Regions from separate parts of the Bos taurus genome. Here region 1 is linked to region 2. Evidence: chromatin contacts called from public Hi-C data. All regions are on one chromosome and are shown on one strand. Each heading gives the region's core, a stretch centred on a gene start, on an enhancer-like site or on the middle of the called end of the contact. The rest is flanking DNA. Distances are from core to core; before and after follow the strand shown.

Evidence for each region. A called contact is a pair of places that touch in the nucleus more often than the background predicts.
Region 1: a Hi-C map of liver shows a contact between it and region 2, with 1.5 times the contacts expected there. The contact joins two enhancer-like sites. A contact is called at or near these places in 2 of 11 Hi-C or Micro-C datasets (liver and skeletal muscle).

The regions. Positions count from the first base shown.
Region 1 is chr13:44,262,303-44,265,002 of ARS-UCD2.0, reverse strand. No RefSeq gene overlaps it. Among named protein-coding and RNA genes, the nearest start is that of KLF6, 330 kb to the left of the region's middle. Within about 2 kb of position 1,267, at least 22 of the 102 cell types and tissues checked have an H3K27ac peak or open chromatin away from gene starts, as enhancers often do. A contact at or near this core is called in liver, where this site is marked.
Region 2 is chr13:44,224,222-44,226,921 of ARS-UCD2.0, reverse strand. No RefSeq gene overlaps it. Among named protein-coding and RNA genes, the nearest start is that of TRNAG-UCC, 320 kb to the right of the region's middle. Within about 2 kb of position 1,306, at least 60 of the 102 cell types and tissues checked have an H3K27ac peak or open chromatin away from gene starts, as enhancers often do. A contact at or near this core is called in liver, where this site is marked.

The DNA of each region.
Region 1 (2,700 bases), core at 18-2,517, 38 kb before region 2:
GCTGACTAAGTCATGCCCTGAGATTCTCCTGTCCCCACCCCAACCCCAGCCCACAACTCACATGCAGGGGTCACCTGCCGGCCTCTGCCCAAGGTGGGCAGGGGGCACAGGAGGAGGGAGGGAGAAGCTGGGGAGCACCCAGGGCAGGGAGGGGGCCAAGAGAGACTTGGGGGTACAAATTCAAAGACACAACCAATAAGACTTTCAAGTAGGCAGTGCCATGCCCTGAGCCCCAAGTGCAGGGCTTTCCAATCTGCCCCCCTGGGCCCTGGGGAGAGCACACATACTTCTGCAATAATTAAAAGTGATATTTCAACATATATCACAGCGATTCTCTTCAATGCCTTTTAGTTTTCGAGGGCATGTTTATTTTTTCATTACTTTCTAAGGGATGTAAGTAGTTATTAAGTAGTATATTAAAATTATTAAACTAATTAAAACTCATGGAAGCACCAAATATTTCAAGTTATATGTAGAACTTAGTGTAAAGGATAAGACTTTTTTAAAGTGCTATCCAACGGGGTTTAATTACAAAAAAACTTTTTAAAAAAAGAAAACCAAAGATTATCCACAATAATGAGCTTCCACTATGAGTACAACTGGTATCAGAACACAATTCCAGAAAAGCACTTCTGAGAAGTCTGAAGGGCAGATGAAATGTTAGTAGTAGATTGTCCCACACTGTCGACTTAGATTGAACCAAAGCATTAAAAGTATTAGTACAATTTGGCCTTGAACTGCAGAATGGACTTTTACTGACTTTAAGTACTATTAAAACATCATGCAAGATCACAAATAGAAAAAAAAAAGAGAAACCCTAAGGTCATGACAAAAGGAAGCATGGTGGAAAGAATCCTTCCTTTAAGACCCCAGAGAGGCGGGGTTTCTTCCTGTGAAACTTATGTTTTCAGATTCTCACAGTTGGGTCAGCGCAGTATGTGAGATGTGCACAACTTTGTGGTATTAATTATAGCCAATGTGTGTTTTAAAACATTAATGCAAGTTGTATGCATGTGAGATTTTCAAAAAATGTGAGAATTTCCCCCCTCCCATCTGCCTTCCTCTCAACCCCTTTGGAAAACAAGCAAAACACTCCTAAGTACAGAATGTACTTGTCTGCAGTGCACTCAGCTTTTCCTAATGACCATTTATGTAAACCTTGGTGATGTTGAGAGCAGAGAATTCTTGCTGCGATATAAATAGCTTGCGAGACCTCTGCCCTTGACCCTGCTGCACCAAGGGAATAAGGGTTTCTGATGACTGGGTTCTGCTCCTGGCCTGGACCCAGAGGACTGAACGTGGCCATTCATGCTGCTTGGACTGGTCAGCGGCCCTGGCCCTGAGTCCCAGCCAGTGTTGGGCTGATGCTGGGGGCTTCTAGGTCTGTACTGTCTAGGAGGGAAACTGATGCTCACCCCAAGGTGTTTTCACCAGGGAAAGACTTTCCACAAGAGAGCAGCATCATCACCATTAAGACAGAGAAGCTAGGAAGTCCTCCTACCACTGTAGGTCCACAGAGCACACAGGCAGGGCGGCCCTCCTACACCTCTTACACCCGGCATCCACTCAAGGTAGTGAGAAGCGGTCAGTCACCAGCGTCACAGGGAGAGTGGGAGTGTGAAGAGCAGGAAAGAAAAAGGAAACAGGGGCCCCCGCGTTTGAGGAGGGCCACCCTCCATGCCCCCTGAGGGCAGTCCTGGATCTCCCCTCCTGAGTCTGCAGTGAGGGCTGCTTTGCCATCAGGAAACACACAGAATCCTGAGATGGTGCCCTGAGTTGTTTCGGCGCACCTCCCATCTCTCAGGGCAAGTCTGGCCAGGCTGGCCCTCGCTCCGTGCAGCCTTCTCTGAGGAGGTCTGAACACCCACGTGTGCCTCTGATCTCTGCTTTCCCACTGCGGATCAGACCGCTGTTCTCAGTCACCTCCTGCTTCACACTTAGCCTGAGCATGTGCAGGAAGAGTTCTCCCCACGCCTCTCTCTGACAGGAGAGGGGACCCGCCAGATGTAAGGAGTGGGATCCCCATGGCAGAAGGGACTGCAGCCACCACCCCTCTCCTGCAGGAACCAGGTCTCCTTAGGTCACGATATCCAGCTCCATAAAGTGTAAGCATCCTCCAACGGCAGTCTGGGGCTTAGAGTTACAGTAAGATGACATTCATATTTAACAAACAAAGTGCAGATACTGCCTTTTCAAATGCGTTCTTTCCTTTTTCCACTTTTTCCTCCTACGTGTGTTGAAAAGACTGTCTTTCCTATCAGGGTCTGACACGGAGAAAGTTTGGGATGACCGCGTTCCTGGGTCTTAGCACACGTATCAAGTGACTGCGTTTCCGACAAGCTTGCTTGGCTGCCCAGCCCTCACCGCCACACGTGACTGACAGCATCAAACATCTTCAGATCACGTGCATGTACCTGTTGCCTAAGTACAATAAACAAGAATCGGCACACTTCCCCTGAGATTTCGGTATTGAGTAAATCTTTGTAAATATCTTTCTGCAACAAACGGGGACATGGTTTCTTCCTGTCCTAGTAACCTGCACAACTCTACTGGAAGTGAAGCCCGACAGTCACATCTGCTACACGACCCATTCACACATGGTTCTGGGACTACGGATGTGCACCTGGTCCAACGTTGGTCTGAATGTAACTTCTAGGGAATACACTGAATTCTCTCTCTCAGGAACACGACCTGAGACTA
Region 2 (2,700 bases), core at 57-2,556:
AACTAAATTTAAATGAACTAAATCAATTTGCCCAGAGGCCTGCTGGCAATATGACACCCACTGTGGTGGTGTCTTGATTTCGTGTGTATAACTTGCCTTCTCGGGTTGTTGGTTTAGCTGGTTTTCCCTTCCTTCCCATTCTGAGACCGCCCCCTCCCCCGGCCCCAGATCAATAAGGAATATCGAATTTCCTAATAGGAGGCTGTACACAGAGGGCTGCTTTGTGAACTTCAGAAGTTCCGGCTGTCCTCAGCTGCATCCACACACAGCTGAGCTCCATCCTCATCCTGTCTGTGGTCCAGCTGAGGCATCGCATCTTGACTTGGAGCGCAGCGGCTGTGGCACCCTGCACGTGCCCCTTAAGAGTGGCCTCGGGGCCAGCGGGAGAGCGCAGGCACGGGGTGTCTCCACGCTTGCTGTGAAGATGGTGTAGCAGCAACACGCAGAGGCACTCGTACTATCTGAACATCAGTGTCCTTGTGAGGTCATTGATGTTTCATGCTGCCTCGTTTCAGGAAGGTTATAAAGTTCTTTGCCACCACAGGACACATTTTTACATCTGAAAACCCACTCTGAGTGAACGTTTTTGATTTCATGTGCATTCTAGGACCCGCTAGCAAGGAGCAGCAGTTGCTGGCAAGGGCAGAGCCTCAAGCCCTGGGAGGATCAGCTGCTTCGCTCAGAAAGGGGTCCTGGCTTCACAGACTCTGCCCACCTCAGGGTCTGTAAGAGCGGTGCAGGGTCTACAGCCCCAGCGCCCTCTCCATTTACTGGATGGGGTGGGGGCCAGCTGGTTATTAGCCCTCAGTGTTGCCATAGGGGAAAGGGACGCAGTAAGAACAGGCTTACTGACCCAGCCCAGAGCTGCACGGCTGACCCCGGGTTTCCTGCTGTTCTTCGTGGAGAGAAAGGGAATCCTGTTGACCTGCACCTCTCCTTGAGCCCAGGTTCATTTCATTTTGGGAACGGGTGTGGGAGGAGGAGTTGGAACTGCTGCCAGGCTTGCATTTCAGCAAATCGCCCGGCGGCCCAGCCCAGAGCCTGGGAACAGGGGAGACACAGCTCCGCACACCACTGACATGACTCATCGGGGAGCAACCCCCTCTTCGCTGGGCCTCACCGTTTCTTTGGAAAACATTCCCCAGGGCTCTTGCAAGAGGATGACTCACGTCAGGGGGTATTTTTAGGAATCAGTTAACTTGCATTTAGCCCGGAGAGGCAGGATCCAATCGGAGAGGAGCTGAGAGCCATTCCACATGAGCCATTCTGAATGCTGTAATTGGGCCGTGGTTTCTGGGTCTGCGGGTTGAGTCATCTTCTGGGGAAGCAGGAGAGAAAACAGAGCGAGACTGTTGCTACAACAGGGCGTCTGATAAGATGTGAAAGCAGCCAGTGCCAGGAAGAGCGTTCTATTTATCTTTATAGGATCTCACCTGCCTGTTCCAGGCACATCTTGGAACACTTGGTTAGGTTTTGCAGAGTCACTGCATGGCATTTCAGGGGCTACATTAGGATATCAGCCCTGGTCTCACAGGCAGAGGCTCATGAGACAAAATGCCCTTTCACACTAGGCCGACTCTGGGAGGCACTCGTATATTTATTTGCATCTTGTGTTTTAATCCCATGAAAGGAGAGAAAGGAGATATCTAACAGTGCCTCGAAAGGGGCTGTGGTGGCCGGAACTCTCTCCCCAGAAGGCTGGGAGCCTCCCTAATGCACACATACGTGTGTGTGTATGTGCACATGTGCAGGTCTGTGTGCATATTTTGTGAATGTGTGATTGTGCGCTTGTGTATGTTTTGTGTATATATGGCTGTATGTGTATGTATTCGACTCCGTGTATATGTGTGTGTATTGTTGTGTATGTCTGTGTGTGTGATTGTGTGTATTGTGTGTAGGTGTGTGGGCACATGTTTTCCTGTGCATGTGTGGGTATATATATTTCATGTGTATATATTTATTGTGTCCGTGTGTGTATTTGGTGTATATATGTGTGTTTGCATATACATGTATTTATCTGTGTGTGCCTGGGTGGTTGTGTGTATGTGTGTGGGCACATGTTTTCCTGTGTGTGGGGGGGTATATATATTTGATGTATATATATTTATTGTGTCCACGTGTGTGCATTTGATGTGTATATGTGTTTGTGTATACATGTATTTATCTGTGTGTGTCTGGGTGTTGGTTGTATGTATTGTGTGTTGGTGTGTGGGCACATGCTTCTCTGTATGTGTGTGTTTGGGTGTGCATGCTTGGTTACTACACAGCCAGTTCAGTTATGCACCTGCAGTTCTATCCAGAAGCCAGTGGGTGAGCCAGCGAGTGGCCTGTGGAGTTTTCAAGGCTGAGAAATAGAATCTTTGTTTCAGTTGCAGGACAAGGAAACTCTGCTCTCAAATGCCCAGAGAGGGATGGTTTGGTTTGGTGAAGCTAACTACAGTGGCAAGAATTTCTCACCTTCCAGTAGTGATCAAAAGCCAAACAAAACAAACAACAAAGCAGTGTCAAAAAAACACAAAAAACCCTTTAAAAACTGGCTGTCCTGACTCTCCTATTTCTTTCAATGCTGCTGCCTTTCTCCTACATCCCGCCCCTACCCCCAGACCTCACCACCACCCCCTCACCCTCAAACACCTGCATGCTGACATCTCTTTCTTGAGTTGGCTTCCTGTGTGCACAGGCTCCATCCATCCTCCGGGC